Linked DNA regions of Mus musculus: regions 1, 2, 3, 4 and 6 are each linked to region 5. The links are chromatin contacts, called in public Hi-C and HiChIP or PLAC-seq maps. All regions are on one chromosome and are shown on one strand. The core of a region is the stretch at or near the end of the contact, and the rest is flanking DNA. Distances in the headings are between cores, read along the strand shown. Region 1 overlaps Xylt1 (xylosyltransferase 1). Region 2 has its middle 59 kb from the start of Gm34762. Region 3 has its middle 4.9 kb from the start of Gm34822. Region 4 overlaps Gm34762 (a long non-coding RNA gene). Region 5 holds the start of Xylt1 (xylosyltransferase 1). Region 6 has its middle 70 kb from the start of Gm26054.

The links. Hi-C and Micro-C count contacts between places; a contact is called where the count stands out from the background. HiChIP or PLAC-seq counts read pairs in DNA pulled down with a chosen protein or histone mark.
Region 1: a contact with region 5 is called in a Hi-C map of cerebral cortex, with 4 times the contacts expected there. The contact joins the enhancer-like site here to the promoter of Xylt1 in region 5. A contact is called at or near these places in 2 of 39 promoter capture datasets (hippocampal neurons and liver), 3 of 484 Hi-C or Micro-C datasets (bone marrow-derived DN2 thymocytes, bone marrow-derived macrophages and cerebral cortex), 9 of 115 datasets of contacts at active chromatin or transcription factors (acute myeloid leukemia, embryonic basal ganglia, embryonic forebrain and 6 more) and 1 of 9 other capture datasets (macrophages).
Region 2: a Hi-C map of cortical neurons shows a contact between it and region 5, with 2.9 times the contacts expected there. The contact joins the enhancer-like site here to the promoter of Xylt1 in region 5. A contact is called at or near these places in 4 of 39 promoter capture datasets (frontonasal cranial neural crest, hippocampal neurons, pre-B cells and 1 more), 1 of 15 datasets of contacts at CTCF or cohesin (large pre-B cells), 22 of 484 Hi-C or Micro-C datasets (astrocytes, bone marrow-derived macrophages, cardiomyocytes and 13 more), 14 of 115 datasets of contacts at active chromatin or transcription factors (the 230-238 cell line, acute myeloid leukemia, bone marrow-derived macrophages and 9 more) and 2 of 9 other capture datasets (embryonic stem cells and macrophages).
Region 3: a Hi-C map of cerebral cortex shows a contact between it and region 5, with 3 times the contacts expected there. The contact joins the enhancer-like site here to the promoter of Xylt1 in region 5. A contact is called at or near these places in 7 of 39 promoter capture datasets (the 3T3-L1 cell line, embryonic stem cells, liver and 3 more), 1 of 484 Hi-C or Micro-C datasets (cerebral cortex), 14 of 115 datasets of contacts at active chromatin or transcription factors (SST interneurons, differentiating embryonic stem cells, embryonic basal ganglia and 9 more) and 1 of 9 other capture datasets (embryonic stem cells).
Region 4: an H3K4me3 HiChIP or PLAC-seq map of embryonic forebrain shows a contact between it and region 5, with 5 times the contacts expected there. The contact joins the enhancer-like site here to the promoter of Xylt1 in region 5. A contact is called at or near these places in 3 of 39 promoter capture datasets (cranial neural crest, hippocampal neurons and second pharyngeal arch cranial neural crest), 3 of 484 Hi-C or Micro-C datasets (adipose-derived mesenchymal stem cells, cerebellar granule neurons and embryonic fibroblasts) and 9 of 115 datasets of contacts at active chromatin or transcription factors (PVALB interneurons, SST interneurons, astrocytes and 6 more).
Region 6: a contact with region 5 is called in an H3K4me3 HiChIP or PLAC-seq map of craniofacial prominence, with 5 times the contacts expected there. The contact joins the enhancer-like site here to the promoter of Xylt1 in region 5. A contact is called at or near these places in 2 of 39 promoter capture datasets (hippocampal neurons and liver), 2 of 484 Hi-C or Micro-C datasets (cortical neurons and nephron progenitors), 1 of 115 datasets of contacts at active chromatin or transcription factors (craniofacial prominence) and 1 of 9 other capture datasets (pancreatic islet).

Annotation. Positions count from the first base shown.
Region 1 is chr7:117,655,822-117,659,613 of GRCm38.p6, forward strand. Xylt1 (xylosyltransferase 1) reads left to right here. Exons shown (of 12, transcript NM_175645.3): 11 at 591-924. Among named protein-coding and RNA genes, the nearest start is that of Gm34762, 100 kb to the right of the region's middle. Within about 2 kb of position 2,535, at least 9 of the 459 cell types and tissues checked have an H3K27ac peak or open chromatin away from gene starts, as enhancers often do. A contact at or near this core is called in cerebral cortex, where this site is marked.
Region 2 is chr7:117,697,808-117,701,862 of GRCm38.p6, forward strand. No RefSeq gene overlaps it. Among named protein-coding and RNA genes, the nearest start is that of Gm34762, 59 kb to the right of the region's middle. Within about 2 kb of position 1,979, at least 40 of the 459 cell types and tissues checked have an H3K27ac peak or open chromatin away from gene starts, as enhancers often do. A contact at or near this core is called in acute myeloid leukemia, cortical neurons, forebrain and 2 more, where this site is marked.
Region 3 is chr7:117,854,066-117,858,370 of GRCm38.p6, forward strand. No RefSeq gene overlaps it. Among named protein-coding and RNA genes, the nearest start is that of Gm34822, 4.9 kb to the left of the region's middle. Within about 2 kb of position 2,081, at least 12 of the 459 cell types and tissues checked have an H3K27ac peak or open chromatin away from gene starts, as enhancers often do. A contact at or near this core is called in cerebral cortex, where this site is marked.
Region 4 is chr7:117,734,270-117,738,019 of GRCm38.p6, forward strand. The region is part of intron 2 of Gm34762 (a long non-coding RNA gene); the gene reads right to left. Among named protein-coding and RNA genes, the nearest start is that of Gm34762, 23 kb to the right of the region's middle. Within about 2 kb of position 1,297, at least 6 of the 459 cell types and tissues checked have an H3K27ac peak or open chromatin away from gene starts, as enhancers often do. A contact at or near this core is called in embryonic forebrain, where this site is marked.
Region 5 is chr7:117,379,551-117,383,586 of GRCm38.p6, forward strand. It overlaps Xylt1 (xylosyltransferase 1), which reads left to right and starts at 1,429. Exons shown (of 12, transcript NM_175645.3): 1 at 1,429-1,970. The coding sequence starts at 1,629.
Region 6 is chr7:117,020,195-117,024,463 of GRCm38.p6, forward strand. No RefSeq gene overlaps it. Among named protein-coding and RNA genes, the nearest start is that of Gm26054, 70 kb to the left of the region's middle. Within about 2 kb of position 1,732, at least 3 of the 459 cell types and tissues checked have an H3K27ac peak or open chromatin away from gene starts, as enhancers often do. A contact at or near this core is called in craniofacial prominence, where this site is marked.

The DNA.
Region 1 (3,792 bases), core at 1,285-3,784, 280 kb after region 5:
GTGGAAGGAGGAAAGCCAAGGGATTTGCCACCCAGCTACCCAGCTGGTGTGAGGAATAGAGGATGTGGGATGTGCCGCATCACTGCAGTCCAGAGCAGAATGCTTTGAAGAAGACAAAGTTGGATCCCTATGCTGCAGTGGTACGGGTTGCTGGGCTCTGTTTCCAAGCTTCCGATAGGTTGCTCCAAAGCCAGGGCTCCATCCTTATTCAGAAGGAACACACTAAATTTAGAGTGCTATTTGTAAAACTAGAGACCCAAGAAAAACCCAGTCTCACTGAGCGTTGCTTGGAATGGCGTACAGGGTGATGTCCATTCACACTTGCATTCAATGCAAGAGTTTGGGGGTTTTGAGTCAAAGCACACAGCATGGCTTTGGCACAGGGGGATGCTGGTTTAGTGGAAACTTTTGAGTGGGAGTCGCAATCTGGTCAAGAGTTCCATGTCTTCTGTTTACCATCTGTGTAACGTGAGTCCTAGGTGACTTGGAGCCTCAGCCTCCTCATGGGAGAAATGGGTATGCACAACCACCCAAGCAAGATCCTAGACTTTCCTAAGACTCTGTTCTGAAGATTTATTCTCTTGTTTCAGGTTGGCACTGACTGGGATGCCAAGGAGAGGCTGTTCCGGAACTTTGGTGGTCTTTTGGGGCCCATGGATGAGCCGGTGGGGATGCAGAAATGGGGAAAGGGGCCCAATGTGACCGTGACTGTTATTTGGGTGGATCCTGTCAACGTCATTGCAGCCACCTATGATATCCTGATTGAGTCCACTGCGGAATTCACACACTACAAGCCCCCTTTGAATCTGCCTCTGAGGCCTGGGGTCTGGACAGTGAAGATTCTCCATCACTGGGTGCCAGTGGCAGAGACCAAATTCCTTGTGGCACCTTTGACCTTTTCCAACAAGCAGCCCATCAAACCAGGTGAGTGCTCTCAGGGTCCCTGAGGAGGAGAGGGTCCATCCCATGGAGCCCTGGGACCCCATGCCCAACATGACACATGAGGCTGCCTTGCAGAGAGCAAAGCTTCCCCAATTGGGTTTTTTCCCTACTTGTTTACCCTATAGAGCTGGCTCATTTCCTCCTTGTACACAGAGGCAGTGCCATCTGTGTGGGTGTTTATCAGCTGCTGGCCCACTGGACTGCCACAAGGCTCTGTTCATATTTAAGACAAGCTGGGTACTAATCCTAGACACACACTGAGTTTTAACATGGCTTCTTGGCTGTTTGGAAAATGATAATTACTGATGCAATTCTGCTCATAGAATATGTGATACCCTAAGTAAAAAGGACAAACCGTACACTGGTGGAAGATGTTTGCTCCCCAAAATATACTAAAAAATAATCCCATAAATAAGAGTTTGGCAAACTATGAGCCCCAGTTAACTATGGGCATTTCTGGTCTTTATTTTTAAAAAAAATCTTACAGGGAACATGGCCATGGGCACTTGTGGACACAGTACCTATGTCTGCTTTGGGCTTTAGTGGCAGACTCCAACAGTCAGGACAGAGACTGACTCAGAAATGCTGTCTCAGAAATCAAAACCATTTAGCCCCTGAAGACGATGAGTGCCATTGGCAGCTATAACAGAGAGAGAAATAAGGAAGAAAAAATGAGAACAAAATAAAGAGGAAAAAATGAATTTCCCACATATGTATAATTTAAAGCAAAAGTAACAACAAAAAACCTCACCCTCATTAATAATGAGAGGCAATAATGAAAATTACAAGCAAAAAGAGGTTCCAGAATGGGAAATAAATGTGTGCCTGTGATGGTCAGTCAGTGCCACAGGGCAGGTCAGAGATGCATGGACATCTATCCAAGGCTCCTGAGGGCTCAGTATATAGGCTGCGTTTGTGGGACAGGTGACGCCCTTCTCCTCATAGTGCATACACACACCTACCACAGAAATCCCACATTCAGGAGTAGGCCTGTGGAAGAGACAGAGGCAGGAATTGTAGCAGAATTGTTCATAGCACACAAAACCACAAACAAGCTACAAGTTGCCCACTCAAAAGCACAGTGTGTGGTCGGTGTGCACAGTCGCGTCCTGTGTCCTAGAGACAGCAATCAAGATCAGTGCCATGCAACTGGAAAACACGCTGGATGAGGAAAACTGATCACAGAATAAGCCATGCTTAGGATTACTTCATTTAAGGTTCAAAACCAGGAAAAAGTCAACAATATCTTAACTATTTCGGGATCCACATGGGAGCAGGAAGCTAAGAGAACGAAGGAGGCTGCTGGCCTTTGCTTCCTGTGAGCACAGAGTCCAGAGAGACAGAGACCGAGCCCCTAATGGCTACCTTGTTTTTATTCCAGATTTACACTTGGGTTTCTATTTTTTCATAGACTTCCATTTGTCAATAACATCTCTTTTGGCTAAATTCTTGCCCTTCGGGGCTTACCACTTCGGCCAGCCTGCCTGAGCACTTCTTTCTAACACCTTTGACGGTGTTAAACCATAAGCACAAGCCTGTGTCCTAAGCACAGAGCCAGACTTTGGATGCTGTGGTACATTCTGTACCAAGCAGGCTTTTGTAGCCTTCTAAGTCGGTGCATGGAAGCTGCCAGCTAGAGAAATTCCACCATTCAAACCACAGGCTGTTCCTTTCTGGACACAGTACCTTCTGTTGTTTGATGATGGCTTTGTGGCAGAAAGTGCTAAAAGGAAGATTCTGGAAAATAAAACTGTATGTTCCCACTCCCAGACAGACTCATAGAAACAGGATTCCTGAGTTTCCTAGTACAACCACCCCTTGGTGCCTATGGAGAATTGGTTCCAGGGTCTTTCTTGATTATAAAAACTGCAGGTGTATTAGTTCCTTAAGAGCATGGCATTTGCATATGCCATTCTCCCTTTCACTGTAAATCATTTCTAAATGGCTCATGATGCCTAATACAATATGAATGCATACACACAGCTGTGGTACGTTGCTTAAGAGATGATGACGATAAAAGCTACGTAGACCTGACCAGCATGCACAGTTTTCCCCAGGAACTGCCCTGAGTTACAGAGAGTATCTGGACTGTCCGTCTGCATGTTACACAACACAAGCCCAGGAGCTAGATACACATGACAGTCCTGCTAAGTGGGAAGCATTCCCACTTGGCAGATACCAAGTGCCATACTGATAACACATCCCAGGAAGACACAGATGTGGGATGGGTGCCTACAGTCCTGGAAAAAAAGGTCTTGGCTTGAATCCTGGCAGCTTCTGCTGAGTCTTTGTGCTGAACAAGCAAATACCTAGACACCTGGTGTCTTCTTAAAGTCTGGGCCTCTGCTCCAGAATTAGCCAAGACACAGCCCACCTACTTAGTATCTTCAAGTGTCCCTTCACGAGCATCTTTTCACATCCTTAAAGACCTAAAAGGCAAGTGTGAAGAAGAGGGACTGGAGCCACACATCCTCCCTGTGTCAGGTACAGCTCTGGGACAGGACAAAGGATGCTCTAAATCCACCCACCCCACAAAAGGAGTGCAGGATCCTGCTGGTGGTCGTGATCTCTCCAATATTTTCTCCTGTGATTTCCAAGAAGGTGGGAGCTGCTCCCAGCATCCCCAGAAAGACCTTGGGTCAGAAGTACTCTAGGGAAGCAGGTCCCCTGTTGGCAGTAATTGTATTTGTTAATGAGACAAGGAACACTGAGGTGGGAGTAATGCAATTTGTGAAATGATTCATCTTGAGTAATTTACTATTGATGCGTCCCTGGTAATCTAAGAAGTCTGATGAGGTGGAATTGAGGAAAATTTAATTATGGAGGCAAGCATCCGAGCTGATGCCGTGG
Region 2 (4,055 bases), core at 729-3,228, 320 kb after region 5:
CGCATACCGTTCAACTGCTATGAGTCAATATTTCATACAACTTGTGGGCTGTGCCCCGGAAAACATTATTTCCACATAATCATCTACTGCCTCTGGATCTTACACTGTTCCGGTCTCTCTTCTGCAATGATCTGTGAGCTTTTGGAGGAAGAAATGTGGTCTAGATGTTTCACTTAAGTCTGAGCATTCTGTAGTTTCTTATTCTCTGCACCTTTATCAATTGTGAGTATCTATGTTAATCACCATCTACTTCAAATAGATGCATCTCTGATGACGATTGAGCGCTTAATTGATCTATGGGTATGATGGGAAGTCATTAAGAGTTGGTTTAATGCATATCTCTAACAGATAGACATAGGAGGTTCTCTCTAGGGCCACAGGTTGCATCAGTTCAGTCGAGGGCACATTAAAATGGGAAACATCTCTACCAGCTATACCTCTAACAAGGGGTTAGTATCTAGATTACATAAAGAACTAAAAATTACATAAAGAACTAAAAGAAAGTAAATGACCCAGTTAAAAAATGGGGCATGAAACTAAACAGAGAGTTCTCAAAAGATAAAATGAAGATGTCTAAAGAACATTCTCAAATGCCAGGCCCAGGAAGCAGGAATGGGTGGGTTGGGGAGCAGCGGGAGGGGAGAGAGGATAGGGGATTTTTGGAGTGGAAACTAGGAAAGGGGATAACATTTGAAATGTAAATAAAGAAAATATCTAATAAAAAAGAAAAAAAGGAAAAAAAAAAACCCTTTAGCCATCAGGAAAATGTAAATTAAAACTGCTTTGAGATTTCATCTGACCACAGTCAAAATGGCTAAAATACAAAAAAATAAAAAAATAAATTTCTTTTAAAAATAAATGCTCATGTGAATGTGGGGGAGGGGAACACTTACTCATTGCAGGTGGGAGTGCCAACTGGTGCAGCCACTGTGGACATCAGCATGGAGGAGTGTCAAAGGAGCCAAAAATAAATCTACCACATAAAAGAGCTACACCTCTCTTGGGCATATACCCAAGGATTCTATATCCTACAACAGAGATACCTGCTCATGCATATTCATGCTGCTCTTCATCTCTCTTTGTCTCCATATTCTTGCCATAAAAGTTTGAAACCACAGCTACAAAATTTGGAGCATGCGTCTCTGCTTCTTGAATTTGACCACTTGACTTGCTTTGTCCAATAGGAAATTAGATGTGACCCAGGAGGGCTTGAAACAGACTTTTGTGATTGGTTAGCTTCTATGATGACTCATCCATCACCAGGGGAACAGCTTCCTTTGGCTAGATGTTTCTTCCTGAGGCTGGGAATGAACATATAAGAATAGAGCTCCAATCTGTCCGAGGGTGTGCTTTACCTGCCATTGGGATATTGTGCCATTTGTTACGCAGCCATGGCTAACTGATAGTAATGGTAGCAAGTATATCTACCCCTATTTACAAAGCGTATGAGTTGATATACAGAGAAGATAGACAGTACAAGGGATGTGGAAACTGACATGGAGAATCTAGGCTCTGCCCCAGACTATATGGTTAAGGTATCTCACCTCTCCTAACCTTCATTTATAAATGGAGAATAACAATCACTTCCCACTTAGTCATGAAGAGTGAATAAGATGATGACTATTAGGGGCTGAGAACAGAGTGTGCAGTAAAAGCCAAGAAGGCAGGGAGGATTTCCATGAAAACAAAGTTCACCTGCAAGCGAAGCCATGGCTTACAGCTCCTATGTGCCAACAGTGCTGCCGTGCTGAGTCTAAGAATGTGTGCTGTCCTCCCTGAGACTTCCAAGGCCTGTGAGCATCCGTGCCAGGTGTTTGCTTCTTTTGTGGGCGTCTCTTCTTTCCTTTAAACCTGTTGCCACAAGAATGGATGTCCTGTGCTGGTTACAGACTGGCAGAAAGAAGGAAGGGGGTACCCCACCCTCCTGTATTCTCACTGGGAAATTATCCTCAGCCCTTGATACATTAAAATGGAAGAGCTGTAAATGCCAGTTGCCATGGCAACACTTTGCATGCCTCTCTGTGATTGGTGGTGTGAGTTCACTTTCCTTTGGGTGTTGCAGCCTAATTAACTGTTATTTTTGTCAGTGTGGAGGAAGAACCCACACTTGGGGGTTTTGGCAGTGATTGCAGCCCCTGTGGACTGAGTTAATTTTCATAGAGTACAAAGAGAAATGGCTGGACCCCAATAATATTTACAGGCTCAGAAAAGTTGCCAATGTTTAACTAAGAGTCAGAGAAAATACTCGAGTACTCCCCAACTTCCCTCTAGCAGTTTCAGTGTCTCTAACAATTGCTAAAGTTGTTTGGACTAGATTAGGGATAAAAGGCAGCTATGTTCGCAAACTCAGAGTCAGTACCTCCTCCATCAGACACGTACACACTTGCGTGTGTTGGAATGTTCGGCCTCACACTTCTTCCCCCACAAGCTGATGTGGCATACTGGAAGTATTCAAGCATAGCTAACAGGGCATGTGCAGTCTGTCGGATATGTTTCTCTATCTCCACACCCAACAATGCCATCCTTATTCTGCCAGTCTGGTGGACCCAGCCAAATGCCTCAACACTTCCGGAAAAGGAAATTCCATGTTGCCACAAGCCTAAAATCTAGGTAGCTGCCTCACTGAGGTCCAACCAGTCTATTTTCAATTTGGACTCCTGGGTGCACTGACTGTACTCAGGGTATTAACTGGACTGTTCTACTCACATACCTTCATAGTTTTTAAAACCTTTGCTTCTTGTCATGAGCTTTGGAGACACCAAAGACTCCTCTCTAGGAAAGGGGAAAACACATTTTTCATTGCTAACAAATGAGGTCCCTTGTAAATAACAAACTGAACTCTTTCTGAAGGCCTGGGGAAGAGTAAGAAGTGAACCATCAGCTTGGGGGCCAGACAAATGGCTCCATAGGCAAAGTGCTGGCTGTACAAGCGTGAGAGCCTCACAATTCAGAGCTCCAGCATCCAACGGCTGAAGGTGAGAAAAGGAAGAAAGATTGGATTTGATTTCTAGATGTGTTGGACTTGATCTCAAAACTGTCTCTTCAGAGGGCTAGTGAGCATTTGGAATTCATTTTCATGTCTTTGTTCCTTGAGTTGGGAGCTCATTAGTTGGGATCACACACACACACACACACACACACACACACACACACACACACCCTCATATTATATCAGAAGCTTGAAACTCTTTCCCATCAGCCTTTGCCCAGAGACAGAAGTATGTGAATTAGGCTCTACCTATCAATGAAATGGAATCTGCTTGCTACAGAGTAATCTACCCCAGTTGAGGGACACAAGGAATGCACATTTTCCAGAATCCCCAAAGGCACAGAGCCCCTGACTTCACAGTCCCATGCCCAGGGTCCATTCTACAAACTATAGCATAGCTTCTTCACACATGGACTGGAAGCCAGGTCCTCTGCAGTGTCTATGGGTATGTGCAAGCAACACAGCTCAATAGGAATCTCTCTCTCTCTCTCTCTCTCTCTCTCTCTCTCTCTCTCTCTCTCTCTCTGTGTGTGTGTGTGTGTGTGTGTGTGAGAGAGAGAGAGAGAGAGAGAGAGAGAGAGAGAGAGAGACAGACAGACAGACAGACAGACAGACAGACAGACAGACACAGACAGACAGTGGGTAAGTAGATCAAGACCAACCGAGGAAGCTCATTGGAAAGAAAACTTTTGGTTCCCTCATGAAACAGGTCCCAGCTCTTGGCCAAGAAACCAATGTTGAGCCTCTCTTCACTGGGGTGTTATGATGGCCACTAGAGTCATGTTCTACAAAATAAATAAGACTTGTTCTCTCTCTGTCACTTCTACCATGGGCATCTCAGATGCTTCATGGCATTATCAGCCTGTTGATTAACCTCTGAACTGTAAGATGGTTTTGCAGGGTCAACACTACATCCTCCTATGGTAAGAAAGTGGCAGAGTACTGCAACCTGGGACTCAGCCCTGCTCCTTGAGGATAAGGGTTTTCCTGGATCCTGACAACTTGAGTTTAGCCCTAAAACAGAGTCCAGTCATTGATGCTGGACTTCACACCTGAGCTGGAAGGT
Region 3 (4,305 bases), core at 831-3,330, 480 kb after region 5:
GTGCATGTTGCAGCCATATCCCAGGATCTCAGATTCTGACTATCTGAGATCCGTCTTTGAAGGGGACAGTAGTTCAAACAGGAGTGAGTTTCAATTTCTTCCCAGAAGAAGAAATTTTAAAACAGATTCACAGTGACCATGTGGAGACAGAGAGAAGACACCAGCTAGAAGCCAAAGACAGAAGGAAGCAATCCAGTTGATGCTTTGATCTCAGCCTTCCAGTTTCCAGGGTGAGACAGTACATTGCTGTAGGACCCATCTGGTGTGGGTACTTTCTCTGACTCCCATGGGCACCCCACACAACATAACACAACACAACACACAGAGAGTTGTCTTCCATGGCAGTTGATCTTCACGGTCAACACTAGAAAGCACACCTCGGGGTATATCCAAGCAAGTGTGTTCTGAGATGTTTACCTGAGGAGGAAAGGGCCACGTGCGGCAGCATCCCATAGGAAGAACATCAGAGTTCATCTCCCTGCTCGGTGACTCTGGATGCTGTGTGTCCAGCTGCCCTAAGGCCCTGCTGCCAAGACTCCCTGCCACGAGGCACTGTACTCTTGAACTGTGAGCCAATATACACCTTTCCTCTCTTAGTCTGCTTCTTGTCTGGTATTTTTGTCACAGCAACAAGAAAGTTACTAATCCATGCTCCAACCAGAAAGTGATCTGGGTGCAAAGAGCTCCTTCCCCTTGGAAAGAGGTCTCACTAACTTCGCCATCCCTAAATCCGAGTGTCTGAGGACAGAGCTCCAGTTTCTCTGCCTGAAGTTTCACTTTGAAATTCAGCAAGAATACAAAATTAAAACTGTCTTTCCTTAGGTGCTCATGGCCATCCATAATGCCGTCCTCTAGGACACCCTACAAAATAGACTTGGATGCTACAGATGAAGGGCAGGTCTAGTGAAAAAGGCAAGGGCAAAAGCCACCCTTGGAACTTAGGTGCCATGCAGGGTTTAACCTTAGGCCTACACTCTTAGAAACTGGAGAGCTGTGGCCTCTCTCTCTCTCTCTCTCTCTCTCTCTCTCTCTCTCTCTCTCTCTCTCTCTCTCTCTCTCTCTCTCTCTCTCTTTCTCTCTGACATTCTCATGTGTGTGTTCCAGAAAAGATACCTTTAAAAGCTGCACTCTGACCCCAAATCAACCATCAAAGACTAAAGACATTGTTCTCCAACTGTAGCTGCAGGGCCCACTCTGTGTTTGCATCAATCTTTGATATATAAAGGTAGGTGTGAGTGTGGTTATATGTGTGTGTGTGTGTGTGTGTGTGTGTGTGTATGCTGTGTATGTAGTATACGTGGTGTGATATATTGCCAGTCCTTGCATGGCTCCAAGGACAGACCTAACTGGGGAAACAAAGAAATAAAGAGATGATAAATACACACAGACAGACAGACAGACAGACAGACAGATACACAGAAGTAGCTGGGCTCTGGAGTCAGGTGGTGAAGGTCCTTGGATGGAGAAACTGCTACACCCCATGAGCTCAGTACTTTTATTACATAGAGTTGAACAGAGAGTTGGGGTTACTACATTCAGCAGAACAAGGCAATTACATACTGATGAAGAAGGAGTGGGGAGGTTATGGTGTGTGCCAGATCAAGAAAGAGGTTCAGCTAATCTCAGTGGGAGCAGCCTCTGTAGGAGTCTTCAGACTGTCAACATCATGGAGGAGTGAGCTGTGGTGAGCATTTTCTGTACACACTATCAACATTTGCTCTTAGATGCAAGGAAGTCTTTGCTAATTTCCCACAGGTCTGAGGCTTTGGAGTCCCTGACAAGGCTATGCCCATATCAATAGCACACATTCACTCAGGGACTCAGTCGGGGGGGGGGGGTTTCTTTACTTTCGCCATGTGTGGTATGGTATGTGTGTGTGTGTACCTGCTGGAGTAGATGCTCCCCTAAGTCCCCCTCTAGCTAGTGAGGTTCTCAGCCTTGGCTCCAGCTTCTTCTCCTCCATATCACTTGAGAGAAGGATATCTGGGTCATGTCTGATTTCATTGCTGGTGACTCAACAACCCTCCAGCGCCTTGGCATTGCTGTCAGCGTGTCTAACTCTGAGTGAGACTGAGTGTGCTCAGACACCTGCTCCATGGAGCCTCTCTGACTCTCTCACACACCACACACCACCCCAACTCTCCCTCTGCAACTGTCTCCTCCTTACGTCTCACTTGGCACATCACCACCATGGCTCATCCTCAGCTTAGGCAATAGATCCAGTAAACCCTCCCAAGCCCACAGATAAGCGTTGTGTTCCTTCATGCCCTGCCCGCCTCTCCCCACCCCCCAACATGTCATGTCCTCATCTTTCAAGCTTGATAACAGAATGTGCGTTCTTCTCCATAGCCACAGAATTTCTGGCTATACTACTGTGAACAGCCACCTCTCCATGGTACTTCACTACCAGGGTGGTTGCATCAGCCACCACCGCAGCTGCTGTCCCAGCAGAAGTGGAAGCTGAAAGGGCATGCTGGTTCCTTTTGTAGAATTGTACACACCACTTCCTGCACATACTAGACATGGACACATATACCCATCAGCCCAGGCATGGACACATCCCACACTTTGCTTCAAGGACAGCTGAGAAGCACTATCTCCAATCTACACACTATGTTCTCCACTTTACATGGAAAGATAATTTTACTGTGTGAGACAAAAGGAACTGGGTGAAGAGGGAAAACTAGTAGTCCCTTATTTAGCATCCTCAGGTATCCATGGCAACCTTTCCTCTGACCCAACCTGTACTCTGTTTCATGTTTCACAGGAGTCTTTGGCATTCAATGTAGCAGCAAGAGGGAACCGCACTCCATTCCCCAGCTTCTATGCCCCATTGGGTTATGGCAGGAGCTATCAGATAGCAATGCTGTCCATCTTTCTTCCAAGCCTCGCTGTCCTTCTGTACCTTCCCCTCTCCCTACTTTCTCTGACCTCTCATAACTTGCAATAAGAGATGCATCAGGACTAATAAAAATATTTTCAACCCCGATCCAGCAGGCCTGAGTTTGACTCTCTTACCAGCCATGTGGCTATAAAGAATTTCCCCAGCCTGCCTCTTTGTTTTCTCCTCTGCGGAACTGGGATGATCAGATGCAATGAGATTGTCCTATGGACTAATGGCTGCATTGGAAGAGCTTTGTAAACTGCAAGCACTGCAAGCTCCTGGCATCCCTTCATGGCTGAGACCACACCACTGCCTTCCGCACAGATAGTCAGTAAGAGGAGTTTATTAAAAAGGCCTTCGTTACAGAGCTAAGCCATATGCTCTTCAGGGAATCAATATGTTAAGCCACCCCTGCATAACCAGACAGGCTATAAATAAAATCAGATTCAAGGACTGTCCGGGATATAAGGGACCTCTGTGCACCCTGATTTGTCATGCTCCCGTGTGTCACTGTTATCATTGCTGCTAATAACAGCAGCCGAACCTGTCATTTATCAAATGGCCCCTCCACTCCAGACACTCTGCTTTCTATCCCCATGATGCTCCAGGAGGCAAGCTCTCCCCGGCTCCTCTCGCAGATGTGATACCGAGCTCAGGGGACATGAGCGATGTTCCGAACGCCACCGGAGCCAGCCTGGCATTCAGATTCACCTCCAAAACTCTTATTTGTTCATTTGTATTTTTTAACAAATATTTTTATGTGAAAAATAAGCTCCCTCAAACCATAAAAGTCAAAACCATCCCCTGATGACACCCCATCCTGCTTTTGAAGTCTAATGAAACCTGAGCAAAAACTACCGGAGTCCTTCCGACCCCTCCAGGGATAAGCACGGTTAGTTTTTCCTGCTCACGTGCTTTAATAGTCCTTAAATTGTCTTTCTAGTTCTCCCAAACAAGTCGTTTCAAACAGGAGGAGCTAAAACCACCATGCTTACGCCTACTGTAAAACAACTTCCCCTCTAAGGACTCAGGCTTCTGTGATGTCCGCTTTCATTCCTTTGTTCCTCCCTTCATTCAGTCATGTGATGCCAGCTTTCATTCATTTGTTCCTCCCTTCATTCATTCATGACCCAGTCAAGAAAGAATCAGTTGCCTCATACTCCCCAGGAATGAGTTAGATGCTGTAGGCTAGAAGTGGCTGCTTGCGCCTCTGTTTCTCTCAAAGGCCTGGACTATGGCTGGTTCTTAGGAAAGGAAGTGGGAGCTGGCGGGGAGGCAGAGATAAAGAGTGGTCCTGAGAGGTCTGCAGAGCATCTCCAGCAGCATGGCAGCTTGTTTGCTTGTTTACTGGTTTTGAGAGAGTCTCTCTCAGGTTAGCCTTGAACTTGCTATGTAGCCCAAGCTGACTTCAAACTGGGAAT
Region 4 (3,750 bases), core at 47-2,546, 350 kb after region 5:
AGTCAGAATGTTAAATAATTGAGGTTCATGTTCATGGCTGACAAGAAGGTAACTTGTTACAGCCACGTGGGAGCACCCCGTGATGGTGCTTACTCTAGCTCTTCTGACTGACCAGCAATGGAATGCAGAACACACCCCTATGAATGTGCACATCTGTAAATCTCTTAGTTTCATCTCATTGCTGTGAAGAAACATGACCAATGCAGTTCTTATATGGGAAAATGTTTAACTTGGGCTGGCTTACAGTTTCAGAGGTTTAATCCATTATCATCATGGTGGGAAGCATGGCGGTGTCCAGGCAGACATGGTACTGGTGGAGAAGCTGAGAGTTCTATGCCTTGATCCATAGGCAGCAAGGAGGAGATTGGACTCCACACTGGGAGGAGCTTGAGCCTAGGAGACCTCAAAGCCCATCCCCACAGTGACATACTTCCTCCAACAAAGCCACACCTACTCCAAAAAGGCCACACCTCCTAATAGTGCCATTCTCAATGGGCCAAGCATTCAAACACATGAGTCTATGGGGGCCATACCCATTCAAACCACCACAATCTCCAAAGAGCATGGCTTAGAGTGGATTATATGCCTCTGCTCTTCCTCATAGTGGGAAGCCAGAAAAAATACAAACGTCCACCAAAGTGGACAAGAAAAACAAATTGTAGCATCTCTGCCAAATGGATATGTACAGTGTAGTAAAGGAAAAGGAATTCTCACTATTAAAATAGAGAGCAACTTATGCTAAAATATTAAGCAAAAGAAATTAGACAAATATAGGGCATCCTGTCTGACTCCATTTATAGAAAGTTAAAAATAGGTAAAATTAAGCTGCGGAGTTAGAAGCCAGGAGGGCGGGTAGCCCCCAGGGAATGGGGTGAATGGCAGGACAGGGCTGTGAGCCAGGCCTTGGAGTACTGCTGATGTGGGTTTGTTGGTCTGGTCCAGGTTCTCAGATGACTGTCTGCAAACTCCTCGGGCTCTTTTTTGATCCATGCTCACTCCAATATTCTACATGTCAGTCATTCTTACCTAACAGAGACATGATTACAGCATCCAAACATACATACAGGCTGAGTTTTCTCCTGGATGGTTTCATCTTGGCATCTGGCAGCAGCCCCCTCCCTCATCTTTACATATAGGGAAACTAAGGCTAGAAAGTTGGCCAGCTAGTCAGGAGGTGGCTAAGCAGACCCTGCATTGTCTGCTGCTGTTTCAAGGCACCTCCTAATGAAGAGCACTTTGGTATAAAGGAGACCTTTTTGCCTTCTTCAAAAGGCCCCCTGAATAAATCCTGGATGCTAGGAATTATGCAAATGAGCTTAAAAATCAGAGGCTCTGCTAATAGAGATGAAGAGAGGAGTACTCTGCCAAACCAAACTGCGATGCGATAATGAGGCTGATCTTAACGCCACTTCTCGATCCTTATTTGCAAAATTAAGATCTAAGAGGGGGAGAAAAAAAATCCATCCCAACTATTAAAAAGTAGGGTGGAAACCCATGAGATAAGATGGTTGGAGAAGCACTAACGACCCAATTAAAAAAATGGAAGGCAGCTCTCAGAGTCGGCCCAATTACCACACAACCTAAGCCCTGTAGATTCAGTGCTGCAAGAAAAAGCAGAGAGGGAAATTAATGGTTTGATTTTTTTTTCTACCTGTGGCAGATAACTTTTTGAATTATTAATCTGTTTTCTTAGCCGTGTTTGGATTTTTTTTCAGCCCAAAGAGATCTTGTAGATTTTTTTGTTGTTGTTGTTTTTTGCCTGGAGCAGGCTTCTGAGTAAGAGAGGGATGGATTGTGTTTACCAACCAGGCTCAGGAGGGGGAACAAGAAGAAAGAAGCAGGAATCACCAGGGATCTGACGATGTGGGGATATTCTGAAAAGGAGAAACTCCGGTTTTTCTGATAATTCATGAACATTCGATCCCAGGACAGGCTCTAAGGCACCCCTGTGAAAGAAGAGGCTCACGTTTACAGAGCAAGTTTCATTTCACTGAAGGGCCCCGAGTGCTGAGCTCAGGACAAAGGAAGATTTGCCTGCTTCCTGTCCCTGTGTTTTACAATAAAAAGTCCCATTGTAACATTCAACTAATAAATGCTAAGCTATTGTGGGACTACGAAAGCTCATTGTTGATGGAGATTTAACTTCTTCCATTTATTAGTGCGTGTGCCTGTGTGTGTCACAGCACACATGTGAATGTCAGAAGAATGTCACATGCCAGAAGACATGGAGAAATTTACTCTCTCCGTCCACCTCCACCATGTGGGTTCCGGACATCCAATTCAGGTGGTCAGCTCAAAGGCAAGCACCTTGACTGTAATGGATTGGTCTGGTGCTGCTATGTATTCAAATGCTAAATTCTATACCCTAAGATGCTTGCTCCAAGATGAGGAAATCCTCATGCATGCCATCTGTTGTTGTGTAAATCTTGCCCCTGCACCCCCACCCCCTCCCCCAAGTTATCCCTAATTGGTTAATAAAGATGCCTACATCCAGCAGCAGAACAGAGGGGGTGGACTGCCCAGGTTCCTGAGCTTGGGGTCTCATGCAGAGAAGATGAGGGAGAGGAGAAGAAGGTAGAAGTTGCCATGGGGTAAGTGGATCATGAGCTCATGGCCAGCCAGTTGGAGTAGGAGAAGCCCAGGTAGAGAACAAAAGTGATAGCTTGGGGTTATTCACAAGGAAGTAGACAAATAGCATAGAGGATTGATACCTTCCCAGCTCTAATGCTGTACGAGATCTGATCGCCTCAGTCTCCTGAGATTAAAAGTGTGTACTACCTTGTCTGGGCCTAAGTTTTTCATGGCCTTATGCCTCAAGATCTCCATGTCAAGATCCAGGTCAGAAACCGGTGTCTTCCAGCCTCAAGATCTGGATTACAGATGTGCCCTCCATTTCTGGATTGTAGTTAATCCCAGTTGTAGCCAAGTTGACAAGGAGTAGTCATCACAGGAACTAAATTATCTAAGGTACAGTGGAAACCCTCAAATAATATTTACCATAACATTGACCCAATGAGCCATCTCACCAGCTGATGGTGGTGGAAATTTATTAAAACCGACTTAGTTGTTTGGAGACTTGAAGTTAAGTTGAAGGTGAAATAAGAAATACAAAGAATGGTATTGCTGGCTGTCATGTGTGTGTGTGTGTGTGTGTGTGTGTGTGTGTGAGAGAGAGAGAGAGAGAGAGAGAGAGAGAGAGAACAGAGAAAGAAGAGAGAGACAGACAAAGAGAGACAGATAGACAGAGAGACAGAGTCAGAGACAGAGAAGAGAGAGACAGACAGAGACAGAGAGACAGAGTCAGAGAGAGAGAGAGACAGACAGAGAGACCTAGGGTCTTTTGCGTCTTGCGCGCTAGGTAAGTATTGCATAACTGAGCTACATCCCAGCCTGAGAATACTGGCGTTTCTTTCATACCTAAAACTGTATCTCTTACATTCAAAATGGGGGAAATCATCCCAATATGGACACCAAAATGCATTTACTTCAATGGAAGAAGCGTCTTCTCCTTTGCTTTCCCTGGTGCTTGCTTAACAATTCCCCAAGCCGGTCTGCTGTGACAAGCAAGGCAGGATTTGACTACAAATTCCTTTGTCTTAACCTCGAGGTTGCATTGCTCATCAATTTCTAAAGTTAATGTTTCTGTTGTGTGGGGTTTTTAAAGATGACTCAACTTCTAACAAAACCAAATTAAATATCTGGCCAGGAACATCTCCTTGTAAGTAAAAATGTGATTGAAACATACATGGT
Region 5 (4,036 bases), core at 179-2,678:
CCTTTGTCACCTTGGGATGCTTGTACCTGATCCCACATCTGGCACACATCAGTGCTCTAATATGCTGGTGCAGTGGATGGAAGGGTCCACTTCTCGCCACTGTTGGCCTTGCTCTCTGATAGATTCTGTACATATCCACTCGCTTCCCTTTACAAACCAGGGTGATGTTTAAAAGGGCAGGAGACAAAAGACCAAGAATTCGCTGTAAGTCCCCAGCTCACTGACATAGGTAGACATCAGTCCCATTCACATGCAGACATTAATAGATGCTATGTATCAAAAGGGGAAGTCTATAAGACTGAGTCAGAGAGAGCTGGATGAAGTTTGAGTTCAGAGAGATTATTCCTTCCAAACTCTCACTGACAGAGCTCAGAACAAGGTCAAGGGGGACAGTCTTGGTGGCTCAAGGTCACCAGTCAGTCCAGGAAAATGCTTCTCCTTATAAAGCAAGGCTGGGCTGACCCAGCTCTGAATCTAGTGCACACAGCAAGTCAGACATCAGGAGGGCGGATGGTAAGAAGGGCGTTAAGGGAGGGAGGCTCTGTGGCTGGGAGGGAGACTTCAGCTTGTGGCCAGGGAGGGTTGGAAAACTTCTTTAGCCACCAAAGCATTCACTTGCCAACTGGATTTGGAGGATGTTGGATTGTGAGTCTTTGGGGACCAGAGAAGTGAGTCAATGAGCCCTGAATCTTTGGTTGGCCCTGGAAGGGGGGGGGGGTGACTCAGAAGTCGCAGTGCTTGTGCTGATTAACCTCGGCGAGTCATTGAGAACCTCCTCCCCATCGTTTCAGTCAGTGATCCAGGAATCCCAGGCTGCACAAGAGCCAGGACCTGTGACACTCCTACGTTTTCTCCCATCTCCACCTGCCAAGGTTTTCTCTCTGTGCAGCCAAAGATGCCGGGACGGAAAACTCCGCGCCTCCTGCAACTCCGCCTCCAGTTTTCTGCCACATGGAACACAGACTCTCAGGACCCTTCTTTCCCTTTTCCTGACCTCTGCAAGCTGAGCTGCCCTGTTGACTCTTCTATCCTCCACTTTCCGTCTCTCTACCCCTTGCACCGGCCTTTTCGCACCCGTACCTTGTTCCCACGCCTGTTCTGGGGGGTGTCTGTCTGCTTCCTTCGCCTCCACCCCCTCCCTCACCTTCTCCTCCCCACGCTGCCCTCGGCTCCTCCTCCAGGCCCCGCCCTCTGCTCAGGGCCCGCGTCCCTAGTGGCCCCTTCCCCAGCCCTGGTACCCCTAACGCCCGCCCTAGAACCCTGGGGGTTGGGTTGGGGACCCTGACCCAGGGAAAAGGGAATCTCGAGGGGCCAGCTCCCTTCCGAGCCGTGTCCCCGCGCGCGCGCGCCGCGCCCCCTCCGCGGCCTCCCCGCGCCCGCCTCCCGCCTTCCCCTCCTCCTGGTGACGTCCGGGTCCCTGCCCGTCTGAAAACTCCGCGCCGCGGCGGTGGAGGAGGCGGCGGCGGCGGCAGAGGAGGAAAGGGAGGAGGAGGTGGTGGAGGAGAGGAGCAGGAGGAGGAGCAGCGGCGAGCCCGGGCGACGTCGGCGGGGCCCGAGCGCGGAGCCCCCGGGATAGAGCGCGCACCGGGGTGTCCCGGCACCCCGCTCGCCCCGGGCCGCCGCGGAAGATGGTGGCGGCGCCGTGCGCCCGGAGGCTGGCGCGGCGCTCGCACTCGGCGCTGCTGGCGGCGCTCATGGTGCTGCTGCTGCAGACGCTGGTGGTGTGGAATTTCAGCAGCCTGGACTCCGGGGCTGGAGAGCAGCGGCGCGCGGGGGCAGCGGCGGGAGCAGCCGAGCAGCAGCAGCCCGCGGCCCCGCGCCGGGAGCGCAGGGACCTGGCTGCCCATCTGCCCGCAGCCCGCGGAGGACCTGGAGGCCGAGCCGGCGGAGGAGGAGCACGGGGAGGCGGCCCCGGAGGAGCCCGCGCACAGCAGCCTGCCAGCCGCGGGGCACTAGCCTCCCGGGCGAGGGTAAGGTGCCCTTTGGGAAGGGGATCTCGAGCCCCGCGGACAGAGAGACAGATGGGCGACCCTACCCATGCCTCACATTGGTCTTGGCCACACAAGTCCCGATATCCGAAGGGACTCTGCGCCCTGGCTGCCTCTGACTGCCCTGGCTGCCCTGGGCAGCTGCAGGGTCGTGCACTGAGCCGCGCTGCTCTGTGCGGAGTCTGAGGACCGCCCCCTTGGGGTCTGGAAAGTGAGCTCCAGAAGAGACTCGCTTTCTAGGGGGTCCTGTTTCCTATCACTCTTTCTGGGCGTCCTACTTGCTCTCTGGGTGGGGGCGTTGATGCCTCACTCTCCACTCGAGTACGTGCATCGGATCGTGACCGGATCCTCAGCCGCTGCTCAAGGGTAGTTCTCCACGCAGCCTCTTTGGTCTGAGCTGTTTGCTGTGGGCTGAGAATGAGTGTGTTAAGTCCTCCACCATGTCCCTGGTGCCCAAATCAACACTGGGTCTTGCAAGCCTGATCTGACTTTGGGTCCTGTTTTCCCCTCTGGGAATCTACTTCTCTCTCCACCTTCCCCAGTCCCCACCTTCCTCAGTCCCTAACCTTGCCATTTCTTGCCCTCCCTGACTTCACCTCCAGGTATTGCCCCTTAGTTCCAGCTGGCTGTCTCTGACTTGACATGGGTGGTCAGTTGCACTTACTGTCTGTCTGTCTGGCCACGCTATCACCACACCTCCCAGTGTGCTTTGCTCTTCTTGGATGTGAATAGTCAGGTCTCTGAAACTGTCTTCCAGTTCTATTAGTACCATCTGGTTGGCTAGGTGGGGCACCGGCTTGTCTTCCTCTTCTATCCCCAACTTCTTTGGGGTATCTGTTTCACCTTTCTCTGAGCTAGGAGGGCAGGAGATCTGAGTCCGTAACTACTGTACAGGGTCTCTGCTCTGCGTAGGAATGAGTGTCTGTCTGTCTTTGGGCTGGTGTGATATGCCATGTGATTCTCTGTCCATCATCCCAGTTCCCTGCAGAGAACTGCCCAGCATCTGAAGGACGGTAGCTACCGGGGGAGTGTTTCTAGGATCTGTAGGAAGGGAACAGTCCTTGTTATTGCTTGTCACTCCGGCAGCCCTTGCTGAAGACTGCCTAGACACAGCTACACAGCTGTGTCAGAAGTGCTTTCTGATGTGCTTAAGTTCTTCAGGATTGTTTTGACCCTTGTTGCCCGAGCACAGCTCTTTATGTCTGTGAGCTAAAGCAGTCTCAGGACTTGATCTGACAGAGCATTTGGCTGCTCTGTAGCTACCAAGGAGAAGTCTTACCCTCACCTGTAGTGATGCTTGTGCATGAGAACCTGAGCATTCTCAATGTCCCCAAGTCCAAGGGGACCCAGGCACTCACTGCCTTTGAACTCCTGGAGTTGATCATGTGTTCCAACTGGAAAAACAAAAAACAAAAAACAAAAACAAAAACAAAAACAAAAACGCTATTACATGTTCTTCCTAAAATTGGAGACCTACTGGGAGGTGGGAGGGACTAGGCGCACTTAGTGCTGGCCCAGTGTGGAAACAGGCAGGGTGGGGAGGGGACCATGGGAGGGACTCACTGTACCTTTTGCAAAGGGGATTCAGGAGGTACTTTCAGGGTACATAGACCACCTGTTGAGATCAGTGAGAGAATTATAAAGAAAAAAGCAGTTGGTTTCTTTCTTTCCCCACCGATGGTCTGAGCAGTGATGCACAACCCCTCCATGTGTGTTCACCTAGGAGTAATCTCTCATGTCCTAGCCCAGTCACATCAGGTTTGGAATCGGAAGGGCGGGGGTGGGGTGCCACTTCCCCTTTAAACCATGTTTTTAGATCCCCAGTCCTAGCAGCGGAGCTTGTCTGCAATTTTGCTTTTATCTGTGGGTTTAGGTGTATCCTCCCGACAGTGTCCTCCAATGTCTCCATTTTTTTTAGCTTCCAATGTATATGTATATGAATACATTTTGTGCTTTTTTTTTTCTTTCACTTTCCCATTCCTGGTAGCTCTCAACTGTCCGGTCCTGCTGGTCCTGGACTTTTTGTCATATGCACGGCACTCTCCTCT
Region 6 (4,269 bases), core at 482-2,981, 360 kb before region 5:
CTTCTTTGATGGATGATAATCAGCGTTCCCTAGCCAAAGAAAAAAGAACTTTGAACCTATTTTTCTTGCCTGAGTATCAAATCTTTGCTCAGAGACTCAAATTCTCTGGCCATATAAAATCTGTTCCTGTGAAATGAGCTGAAGACAGACATTTATAATTCATTGTAAAGGTAAAGCTCACAGTTCAGTCAAGACAGAAAGGCGCAACTCCAGTGTCTTGGCTGTATGACTCTATCATCGAAACTGGTCCTCATCTGGTAAGAAAGAGGAGGGATCACTATGATAAAGATACACAGGTAGGATGTTACCATTCACAATTTGTAGGTAGAAATCAAGTCACATTTATTTCAGATACAGATCTGATTGTCCTTAACTCTAAGCCCCAATGCCAACGTGGCCGTTGCTGCTGAGTGTGTGCTGGGCAGTAGACATAGTGGGGAAAAACGAGAATGTTCTAAATCCCTCATGTGACACACAAACTAGATTTACTGTGCCACCACAGGCATGAGTTTGCCACGTCTGCTATTTCATTCCCGCTCATGCGCCTCCTCAATCCTCCCCAACAGAGCTGTAGTGCTCAGATCCTGACGTGCTCCAGGCTTAGCCACACACTCTGCAGAAGCAGCTTCTATGGTTGCACTCTTGTTGCGGAGCTGGCATGGCCTGCCCAACCTGCCTCCTTTTGTGTCTGGGCGAGGCATGAGTGGTGTGTGCATTCACTAGTTGCTCAAGTCCAAATTTGTCACCATGGATTGCCATGGAAATGCAAAATGGTAAGGAATCGACTTTCCTGAAGGAAATGTGCCAGTGTCCTGTTCTCAGCATCGAGTTCCACAACCCCAAGGAATCAGAAAGAAGCAGCGTCTCTTGCAACCAGAACCTTGTCCCAGTGAACTCGTAAAACAGAGGCACATGTACAACTCCATCTTCATTTCTCTTGGGGGATCCTGGTAATTATCACCTTCATTTCTGTTTCTCCAAACATTCTCCATCTTTCCAGTGCGTCCCTGAACTCAGTTAAAGCTTTCCTAGCTATTTAAGACCACACTTATCCATGCATCCACCAAATTTGAGAGTATGCATGTGTATGTGTGTGTTGTACACATGTGAATGTGTTTATGTGTATAGGTATGTGCAGTGCATGTGCATGTATGTGCATTCATATATGTGTTGTGCATATGTGAATGTTTGTGTTTACAAATATGCACAGGGGCATGTGTGTAAGTGTATATGGAAGGCAGAAGTTAAAGTCAGGTGTCTTCCTAAGTCACTCTCCACCTGATTTTTTTTTTTTTTTTTTTTTTGAGATTGGGTCTCTTACTGGTTTGGCAAAAGCTAGCTGTCCAGAAAGCTCCAAGGATCTCTCTACTCTGCCTCTACAATGCTGGGATGCTAGACATATGCTCCCACTTTGTTTTTTATAGATGAGTTCTGGGGATCCGAATTCTTGTCCTTGTGCTTATGTGCTAATCACTTTATTGAAGAGCTACCTCCTAACCTTTTACCAGATAGGTTAGATAATGTCTTCGATCTCCCTGAATGCAAACCTTCATATTATCTCATATTGGTTCACAGTTTCAGAGCTATGTAAGCAACAACAGCACTAATAGTAAATAAATACACCATTATTTTTATATGGAAGCTTTTGAACCAGCTTTTACATAAGCTATTCATTCAGGTATTTACTGAGCAAATAGCCATACAGTTGGTGCTGTCCCTGGTGCTGAATATGTGACACATGACGAATTCCTGCATTATTGGAGCACAGGGTCTTGATCAGCCATGGAAAACTACAGCCCGAGCCTCGATTCTTGTATGGTCTGTGAGTTCATGATATTAGTTTTATTGTTTCATTTTTGTGGCAGTTTTAAAGGGTTATAAAAACTGAGAATATGCAACAGAGACCCCATGTGGTCTGCAAAGCCTAAAACATTTACAAAGCAATCTTCCGCAGAAAAACAGGATGATCTGCTGAGCTGCAATGACCTCACTGTATCCTCCAAAGTATCCTGAGACACAAATGTTTATTCCATCAGTTTCAGAGCTGAGGAAACAGAGGTCTCTAGAAGGATGCAGTCTTGCCCAAGAGAGCCAACTAATATGGTTTGGTATTCAGTCTAGAACACATCTAGGTTGCCTGGGGTCTATGTTTGAGTTGTCTGTCTAGATATGGAAGTGTGAAATTCGTTTTTCAGACCCAGCTCTGTCCCAGTTACACTATGAAAATTACTTGTGTGATTGTATTGACATATTATCAATCCACCACATGGATTGGTATTTATTTATTTATTTATTTTGTTTTTTTGTCTGCTGTAGATGAGTCAAAGATATGCAAGTTCAAGTTAAAATTAAAAATAGTGGTATCTGAAAACCCTCTTGTAGTCTCCCAATTGTCAAATAGAAAAGGTGGACACAGATTGGTTGCTGTTGCCGTACCATTTCCGTCAGCAGCTTCCTTCCAGAATTATGCTCTTTACTCCAGTGATATGGTAGAGCATGCAGTCCTAACGGTGCTTCCATACATCTTGATTATTCTATTTGAAGGGCTGCTGGCACCATTTTGCTCTTTTAGAAGAGGTTCCCTCAAGAAGTATAAAAGGCAAGTCTAAGGGTTTAAGGCAACCAGGCCTAACAGATGCTACTGTGGGGACCAATGAGCCATCCCCCAGACCTCTGAATGAATATCAAGTCAGCTTGCAACTTTTATTCTGATTCTTTTGGCTTGGAAAGTTTGCCTTGTGCATTTGCAATGAGGAGATTGCTCACTGAGATGCCCGGCTTGTGTGGAAGGGCCAAATACCTCATAGAGAATTATTTAGCCATCCAACATCATAGTCCTTTCACCCACTCTGATCTTGCCCATCATGCTTGTAAGAATCAAGGGGTTTAAGAAGTGTTTTCAGAAGTGAGGGCTTGCTATTTAATAGGAACAGATGACTTATATTTTCAAATGTTTCTGGAGACAATAGCTCTTTGTCAGGCTTCTTTGTTGAAACTATCCATAAAGGTTTATAAAGGTGCTCTAGGCATGGTATCATACCTGGGGATCCTAAACTGAACATTGTAGGAAAATATTTTAAAAGCTCCACTGAGCATTCAAATTCAAAATTATCATCCTAGAAAGAAGTATATAGATTAGTCACATAGTAAGTCAGGCATCTAATTTTACATTACCTATTTTCAGTTAGGGTCAAACTTTCATATATTTTTATAAATATAGTGTATATGATGTATTTGACTCTTCATATGCAAACATGAAAGTTTTGTTTATTCACTCAAAGAGATAAACTAGAGTGTACAATATACTTCATTGTTTTATTTTCATGGATGTCTATATTCAATGCACCTTGTGTTGCATTTCATAAGGACAATTTCTGTCAAATACATCTTGTGCATCATAATCATAGCCATGATTCTCCCACACACTCTCCTTAATCCTTCCTCCTCCTTTCATTTTTCCATTAGCATCTCTATTTCCCTCATTCTTCCTTCTGTTACACACATACACACATACACCAGTAGATATGTGATGTGATATATATATATATAATGCTGGAAATATGGCTTAGTGGGAATGCAGTAGTTTGAATAAAAATGGCCCCATAGGTTCATATAAATATGTATGCCTTAGTTGATTAAATGTCTGAAAAGAATTAGTAGGTGTAGCCCTGTTGGAGGAGGTATGTCACCAGGAAAAGCTTACTTTGAGGTTTACAGAGCCCTTGTGGGGCCCAGACTCCCTCTCCCTCTCCCTCTCCCTCTCCCTCTCCCTCTCCCTCTCCCTCTCCCTCTCCCTCTCCCTCTCCCTCTCCCTCTCCCTCTCCCTCTCCCTCTCCCTCTCCCTCTCCCTCTCCCTCTCCCCCTCCCTCTTCCCTCTCCCTCTCCCCCTCCCCCTCTCTCCCTCCCCCTCCCCCTCTCCCCCTCCCCCTCCCCCTCTCCCTCCCCCCCCTCTGTTGCTGCTTGTGGAACAAGATGTAAAGCTCTCAGCTATTGCTTCAGTGCCATGTTTCTGACTGTGATGCTCATGGACTAACCCTCTTGGTTATGTTGTCTTTTTTCAGCAGTAGAACAGTAACTCAGACAGCAGTTACTGACTCCTTGGAGCCACTTTGTAAAGGAGAAAATTGACTCCTGGAAGTAGTTCTCTGACCTCCTCATATGCCATAGCATGTGCACACACAGAACCCTCACATGTACAAACATATATATGCACATATACTTACACATAAAATAAATACTGGTAAAAATACTTTAAAATATTTACTTTAG